3 separate regions of the Sus scrofa genome follow, and regions 1 and 3 are each linked to region 2. Evidence: chromatin contacts called from public Hi-C data. All regions are on one chromosome and are shown on one strand. The core of a region is the stretch at or near the end of the contact, and the rest is flanking DNA. Distances in the headings are between cores, read along the strand shown.

Region 1 (2,700 bases), core at 104-2,603, 110 kb after region 2:
AACTCCTTTTTTATTTTTATTTTTTTATTTTTTTACCTACACTATTGTATATGTTGCTCAAGCTTTTCCATATCAAAGTTTTAAATTTTTACATAATGAAATCTGACTTTTCCTTTGTGACTTGAGTTCCCTTATCTTCTTAACAAGGTTTCTCTCATCCTAGGACAATTTTTTCAATACTCCTATTTTTTTTAGGATTTTAAATATTTACATTTTTACTCGTTTATAGTTTGTGAAGGGACATCATATATTTCTCAAGCTCTTTAATCTTCCTTGATGTAGATGGATTCAGAAGTGTCCTAGGCAAGCAATTTCTTTAAAATGAAGATGACTTCTGTTCCTGTGAAAGCCTGCCTGATCCAGTTCTTTATTTTTTTGAAAGCACTTTGTTTGCAGAGTATATGCTTATAAACAAAGTTGAATATCACAAATGTCATAATATCATTTATATGTGGAATCTAAAAAAAAAATGATATAAATGAACTTATTTACAAAACCGAAACAGATTCACAGACTTTTAAAACAAACTTATGGTTACCAGAGAAGAAAGGTTGGAGGAGGGATAAATTAGGAGTTTGGGATTAACATATACACAATATTCTTTATAAAACAGATAACTGACAAGGACCTGCTGTATAGCACAGGGAACTGTACTCAATATTCTGTAATAATTTATGTGGGGAAAAGAAGGGATATAGGTATAACTGAATCACTTTGCTATACACCTGAAACACATTGTAAATCAACTATGCTCCAATAAAAATTTTTAAAAAGTTGTCTACACAAGCACAGTCTCTTAAGTAGACGTTTTAATAAATCCTAAGATGCTGCAGTACACTGACCAAGAAAACAATTTGATCCCTAAAGCCCTCTCCAATCTATGCTCAGTGAAAACAGCAAACAAAAGGCCTGAGTAGAAAACCTAGTTCTTCAAAGCAGGTAAAACTCCTGTTTACTCCTTCCAGAAGAGAAAGAGTTTTCAGATCATAAAAGACAGAATTGCCCGGGTGCAAGACAGAACAACTGTGATAAGGCTTTACTTCCTAAAAGTCTAAATTACGAACAGTGGAACAGTTCTGAAAATGAACAAAAAGGAAAGCAATAGCTTTGAGGCAAAGAATCACATCAGTCTGGCAAAATCGAAGATTCTTAATTTTTAAAACGCTGCCTAACCTTTTATTATCTGTGACAACACATCAAGTGAGCAGCAGTACAAAGGATGCCTGTGATTTAGAAATGCCACGCTTGAGCCAACTACAGTTGCCCGCGTGCGTAGCATGAAGGCGTGACCAAAAAAGACTGGGGAACAGAGGGCTTTATCTGCATCACAAGACACTCTCCGTTTTCTATACACGAATGTTTGCTGAAATAAGTCCTCTCCGCTCGCGCTACCGGGGGCAGGACCGAAACATCACAGGTGTTGTCGCGGGCAGGTGGAGCCACAGGAAGATTTCACGTTGGGGATCGCAGGGCGCAGGTGCCCAGGCAAACCGCTGGTCAAAATGACTGGGATCTGACTTACGGCAAAAGAAGTAGGCCTGGGATTGAGACTACGCTCCAGTCCGAAGTGCACTGCATTCTAGTTGAGGCCAACTTCGGGCCTCCTCCTGAGATGAGAGTGCACTCGTCAGGGGTTTAGTTACGTAGAGCAGCCTCTCATCCCCGTACGGGGCTTCCCCTGCAGACCCTCCAATGACCCTTCCCACCCCCGCCTGGTAGGCGCTCTGATTGCAGCCGGTCGCCATTCATCAACCGGTTCACACCGGCGGCCGCCGCCGCGCTGTGACGTCGGCGAGGCGGGCCTCCGCCCCCGCTCGTCGGCGCTAGGATTGAGGCCCGACTGCGATTGGCCGCCTGGGCGTTCACGTCACTCTTGCTATAAATAAGAGGGCTTGTGACGCAAGGGCGCCTCGGCGCACGTATTGGCTCATTGGGCTGCGGGCCGGCGAGGCTGCGCGCTCTCCCCGGAGCCGCTCGCTGCAGGATCGAGTCCACTGCCCTCGCTGCCTCCAGCGAAGCCGCCGCTAGCCCGCGAGGACCACCGCCACCCCTGCCCTACCGCTGCCGCCTGTGTCGCCGCCGCCTCGGGACCGGCTGTATGATTAAGCCACAATCTTCAATGAGTAGACATATTCCTGTGAGTACCCGTACCCCGTGCCGCCGCCTTTGTTCGGAGCCTGGCTCCGCCCGGGTCCCGCTGGTACTGGCGGGCGAGCGCTGAGGGCCAAGCCCGGGGCGCCGGGCTGCGCGGTGGCACGGGAGCCGCTTTGTGACCACCACCTCGCTCCGGCACCCGGCGGCGCCCCAAGGCCCCTTTGTCTGCCGCAGGGCCCGGGAGCGGGGACGTGGCCCGGGTGGGGCGCGGGTTGCGCGTCACTGCAGCGGGCGCGCCCCCAGACCCTGCGGGCGGGTGGGCGAGGCGGCTGCTCGCGGGCTGGGCCGGACTCCTTCGCGGAGCCGGCGGGATTGGGCCTGTGCGGCCACCCAGGGCCCCGCGGCTGCGGCCGGCGCTCGGACAAAATGGCCTCGGCGCCGGACTGAAGACGCGGCGCGAACCCGTGACCCGGGCCCGCGCGGCCCCACCAGGTGAGCGGCCCGCCCCGCCCCACCGGCTCCGGACAATGGGAGCAAGTCCGGGCTCGTCCCTGCTCCGGGGCGGGGCAGGAGGGAAGCGGCCTGGGTCTGAGCCTGGGGAAGCTT
Region 2 (2,721 bases), core at 54-2,553:
GAGGAATCATCTGGGTTTTACTGCTGGAGCTCAAATTTGTAAAAAAAAAAAAAACCTGTCTTTCTCTCTTGTCTCACATTCTCTCTCTCTCTCTCGTGTTTTAAATATCAAGTAAAAATTATCAAATTCATGCACCATAAATGTAGATCATAATGAACCTACACAGTGGATGTCTAGGCCTTGAAATCTGTATTTTAACACACAAACAGGAAATTTCTATACACTTTGAAGCTCAAATAACTCTGTCCCAGAAAATATGTGTCTCCTTTGGAAAACAACAGAAAAAAAAAAAACAAAAACCTTTGTCTTAACGGATAGAAGGTCATGTGGAGAAGAAAATTTGGGTATGGATTTGTTTAAAACACTGTAAGAATAGTTTTTCATGTAGACAGGAGCATCTATATACACTGCGAAGTAATTGTATCTATTTACTTATAGTTGTGGTATAACAAAGATCTTTCCAGATTATGAATCAAAAATTTTGTTTTTCTCACAGATCACTTTAGGCTTATCAGTTTACCTCTCTTCTTGGAACTCATGGTAGCTTAATAAAATAACATTTAAATGTGCTTTCAGTGGTAATAAAACAACTGGAGCACACTCAGGGAAAACACTCAGAGGAGTGATTTTGTATGACAAGGTTTGTCATATTTTGGGAATCATGGGATATAATACTTGTGCCATTAATAATGTACTTGGACTAGCTAGTTTATTAATAAGCTGTGACTCTCACTTAAGAACCATATTGCCCTGCAAATGCATTCGAAGCTTAAAAAGTGTTAGTTGGGTTTTATGGCTATAATTGAAAGATAGACAAGCCAAAATTTTCAGAATTAGAGGATGGCCTCTGTATCTGGTCAATTACAGCAGTTAGATGGGTAGTTATGACGAGAAACTTGAATATAAATCATCATTAAAAGTTAGGTTATGACATCATCACCTGAGTAGGAAGAATATAGTATGTTGGGAGCATTCCACGCTTTAATGGGAAAAACCAGTAAAAACAATTAAGACATAAAAATTATGATTTTCAGAGTTCCCGTTTGTGGTGCAGCAGAAATGAATCCAACCAGTTTCCATAAAGATTCGGGCTTTGATCTCTGGCCTCGCTCAGTGGGTTAAGGATCCGTCTTTTCCATGAGCTGTGGTGTAGGTCACAGACGTGGCTCGGATCTGGCATTGCTGTGGCTGTGCTGAAGACCGGCAGGTGCAGTTCCAATTCAGCCCCTAGCTTGGGAACCTCCATATGCCACAGGTGTGGCCCTTTAAAAAAAAGAAAAATAGCAGCTTATCTCTGTTGTTTGAACTGAGGTCATTTGAACATTGTGTATAACTGCAATCATGCTGAACTAAAAACAGTCTTGGTGGGAGGGAGCAAATGCTAAAAATATATATAAATCCCGGATGAAATTGCTATGAGGAAAATTTGAACTGAGTTTCCTTTCCACAATTTATATGAGAACATTAATTTCGCCCAACTTTCTTGAACATTGAACATTCCCCAGTTTGTAAAATTTGTAATTATGAATTCATGTGCTATCTTCTCCTTTTGCCTTCTACTTTTGCCAAAAATTTGCCTTTTGCTTACCTGGCCATATAGAAAGTTTTCATAGTTATGAATTATTTCAAAAATTTCTTAATAAATGACAAAATGCCAAAAAAATCACAGATCATAAATGCACAAAGCATTGGTTATTCACAAAGTGACCATACTTATGGAAACAGCACTAAGATCAAGAAACTGAATCTTACCTAAACCTCAGGAATTTTCTATTTACTTGACCAGTTACTACACCATCCCTCAACGGTATGCTCTCCTCCTAAAGCAATAAATTAACTTTACCTATTTTTCAATCTTATGTAAAAAATCATGCAATAAGAGCCTGGCTGGTTGTCCACTCAATAGTATGTTTCTGGGATTCAGTATGTTTTCCATGTAGTTGTAATCATACATTCTTACTGCTATATATTGTTTTCTTATATGAAATACCACAATTTACTTATTTTATTCTAACTGGACAGTGAGTTGTTTCCATGTGTTGGCTGATATGGATGACGTTGCCTTGAAATGTTTATTATTGTAAATATACTACTAATTTTACGCTTTTAAATTTCTTCTACTGCTTTTATGCTTTACAAATTTTTCTTCATTTGGGAATTATAAACAGATTCACCTCTATTTTTCTAGATATTCAAAATTATTTCATCTTAAATGTTTAACTGTTAAATACATGTGGAAGTATTTTAGTGAGTGATATGTCACAGGTACAACTATTTTTTTTATCCAGATAGTTAAACGTTTAAGCCATTAGATGATCAAGTCATCTTTGAACTTTGATCTTTTTTGTAAGTTTTGTGGCCTGGTAAATTATTAATTGATGCCTGTGTTTACATCTGATTTCTCTATTTCAACATTCACATCGATTTTAAAACAAAGAATTAAAGTTTAGTTAGAGGAGTGAAAGGAATTTTAATCTTTATTTAATCATAAATTTAATTGTAGATAAAGAATAAATACACACAGAGAAAATTCTCTCAAGACATTTATAATTTATGTGGCATGCTTTCAGTCTTTCTTTTTATCATATAGACTGTCAATGCAGACTGTCTCCCAAATCATTTTAATTTCTGAAATTTCAAAATTTCTTCAAATTCATGGCAGCTAACCTAAGCATGGTTTACTCATTTTGTTTATCAACAAAATTTTATAATTAACATTCC
Region 3 (2,700 bases), core at 181-2,680, 74 kb after region 2:
CTGGTGTTGCCATGGCTAGTTTTAAGTAAAGGACTTCTGTGGAATATATATGATCTATTGTAATAGCACTTCTAAAAAGTACTGATACATTTACAGAGGTTCCTTAAGATGTTGAAAGTTTTAAGCCACAGAGCAACATGAAGTTGTGACATTGGTTAAAAATTGGCAATTACTTCTTTGTTAATTTATTCATTCACATTCACATGTTCTCCCTTAGTGCTAGGAAAGCAAAGAGCTAGGCAGGCATAAGGAAGATTTAAAACCCTCATAAGCTAAGCTAAGCAGAGACCAAGAACCTGAATAAAAACTGAAGCTTAAAAAAATAAAAAAGAACAAATAATGCTTCGTGGAATGGAAGGGAGGGAGGAAGGAAGGAAAGAAGGAAGGAAGACCTAGTTTATAATATGTTGTATGATTTAGATTTTTTTTTTTTTTTTTTTTTGTCTTTTGTCTTTTGTTGTTGTTGTTGTTGTTGTTGTTGTTGTTGTTGCTGCTACTTCTTGGGCCGCTCCCGCGGCATATGGAGGTTCCCAGGCTAGGGGTTGAATCGGAGCTGTAGCCACCGGCCTATGCCAGAGCCACAGCAAACGCAGGATCCGAGCCGCGTCTGCAACCTTCACCACAGCTCACGGCAACGCCGGATCGTTAACCCACTGAGCAAGGGCAGGGACCGAACCCGCAACCTCATGGTTCCTAGTCGGATTCGTTAACCACTGCGCCACGACGGGAACTCCTGATTTAGATTTTTACTCAAGTAAGATATTAGAGAATCAGGTTCAGGTTAATAATCCAAATGTAATAATGTTCAAATAACTTAGAAGTAGTATGATCTGATTTATTCTAATATGTGCTGTCTGATTTAAAAATATATTTTTGATGGAAAAATCCATCCTAATACAGTTGTTTTTTTCTATAGTAAATTATTCTTTATTGCCCCAATTGAAAACTTTAATTATTCCCTTGTTTGAAATATAAACTATCAATAGAATAGCAAAGATTTTTTTTTTTTTTTTTTTTTTTTTTTTTTGTCTTTTAGGGCTGCACCTGCTGCATATGGAGATTTCCAGGCTAGGGATCTAATTGGAGCTGTAGCCTCTGGCCTATGCCACAGCCACAGCCACACCAGATCCAAGCCGCGTCTATGACCTGTATCACAGCTCACGGCAACGTCAGATCCTTAGCCCTCTGAGCAAGGCCAGGGATCAAACCCTCACCCTCATGGATGCCAGTCAGATTTGTTTCCACTGAGCCATGACGGGAACTCCAAAAAGCATATTTTAATGAAGTTTAAACTTGTTGCAACCCCAAACAAGTAGAAGACTGGAAATAAGACTTTAATCTATCAGCCAGGCAATTTTCTAACCTGTCACTAAATTCTGCGAATCCTCCTTTCCAAAAGGTCAGCAGAAGTGAAGGCTTCATTGCACAAGTTGATACCAGTGCTATGCTCTTTGCCAAGAATGCTTGGTAAAATAAAGGATTCCATTGTTTCAACAGTTTGACCTAGCAACTTAGTCAGAAAGGTTTTCTTTATACTAATTTAGTGGAAGAAACAGAATAGTCAAATAACTGTTTTAAGGTAGAAACACTTCAAAGTAGTACTTAAGAGCTCTGAAGTTTGATAGACCTGGATTTGAATCTTGGCTCTACCAGTTATGAGATCTTAGTAAGTCAATATAACTTCTCTATGACTCAATTTCTCCATTTGTAAGATTGAGGATAATAATAGCTCAAACAGAATCTGCTGACCATCTCTCAATATCCATTCTCCCCTTTTTCCTTGGCAATAGAATCTTAATTTTCAGCTAGGCATACAAATGACTGAAAAATAACCTTTTACAATTAGGTGTGGTCATCTAATTTCGGGGATATATGAGGAAATGGTATGTGCAACTTCTGGGAAGTGTCTTTAAAGAAAAGGGGCGTGACCTCTTCATCCTTCCTTCCTCCTACAGCTGGAATATGGACATAATGGCAAGAGCTCTAACAGCCTCCTTTGTCCATGAGGTAACCTTGGGAAAGGAAGCTACCTGTGTCAGAAGTATAAGACAGGGAAGAGATTGAGCCATTGGCACCACTGTCATATCAACCTGGACTGACAACTTCTACAGACGTATCTCAGAGAAACCTGAGGTTCTGTTCCATAACACTGCAATAAAGCAAATATCACAATAAAGTGAGTCACAAAATTTTTGTTTGTTTGTTTCCCAATGCATATAAAAGTTATGTTTGGAGTTTCTACTGTGGTGTCACAGGATCAGTGGTGTCTCTGCAGTCCTGGGACATAGGTTCTGTCCTGTCATACATCTGTTCAGTTGTTTTCTTTTTTTTAAGGTCGCGGCCTCGGCATATGAAAGTTCCCAGGCTAGGGGTCCAGTAAGAAGGCAGCTGCCAACCTACACCACAGCTCAGGGCAACGGCGGATCCTTAACCCCCTGAGAGGGGCCAGGGATTGAACCTGCGAGCTCGTGGATGCTAGCCAGGTTTATCTGCTGAGCCACAACGGGGACTCCCTGTTCAGTAGTTTTCATTGCTAAGTGAGTTCAGGTCAGGTCAGATTTTGAATTTCTAAAAATACTTCCTCTCGCTTTCTGCGCTTGGATCAAGTTTATGGAGACATGGCTAAATGCACCAAGAAGGTCAGAATCATGGGTAAATATAGGACACATTACGGTGCCTCCCTCAGGAAAATGGAAGTCA

What was found. Hi-C and Micro-C count contacts between places; a contact is called where the count stands out from the background.
Region 1: a Hi-C map of liver shows a contact between it and region 2, with 5 times the contacts expected there. The contact joins the promoter of PTP4A1 here to the enhancer-like site in region 2. A contact is called at or near these places in 2 of 5 promoter capture datasets (fetal liver and liver) and 6 of 47 Hi-C or Micro-C datasets (embryonic fibroblasts, fetal liver, heart right ventricle and 2 more).
Region 3: a contact with region 2 is called in a Hi-C map of liver, with 14 times the contacts expected there. The contact joins two enhancer-like sites. A contact is called at or near these places in 4 of 47 Hi-C or Micro-C datasets (heart right ventricle and liver).

Annotation. Positions count from the first base shown.
Region 1 is chr1:45,168,560-45,171,259 of Sscrofa11.1, forward strand. It overlaps PTP4A1 (protein tyrosine phosphatase type IVA 1), which reads left to right and starts at 1,354. Exons shown (of 6, transcript XM_003121246.4): 1 at 1,354-2,137.
Region 2 is chr1:45,060,843-45,063,563 of Sscrofa11.1, forward strand. LOC102160776 (a long non-coding RNA gene) reads right to left here. Exons shown (of 5, transcript XR_002343268.1): 5 at 2,451-2,721. Among named protein-coding and RNA genes, the nearest start is that of RSPH4A, 57 kb to the left of the region's middle. Within about 2 kb of position 1,304, at least 5 of the 83 cell types and tissues checked have an H3K27ac peak or open chromatin away from gene starts, as enhancers often do. A contact at or near this core is called in fetal liver and liver, where this site is marked.
Region 3 is chr1:45,134,876-45,137,575 of Sscrofa11.1, forward strand. No RefSeq gene overlaps it. Among named protein-coding and RNA genes, the nearest start is that of PTP4A1, 34 kb to the right of the region's middle. Within about 2 kb of position 1,431, at least 2 of the 83 cell types and tissues checked have an H3K27ac peak or open chromatin away from gene starts, as enhancers often do. A contact at or near this core is called in liver, where this site is marked.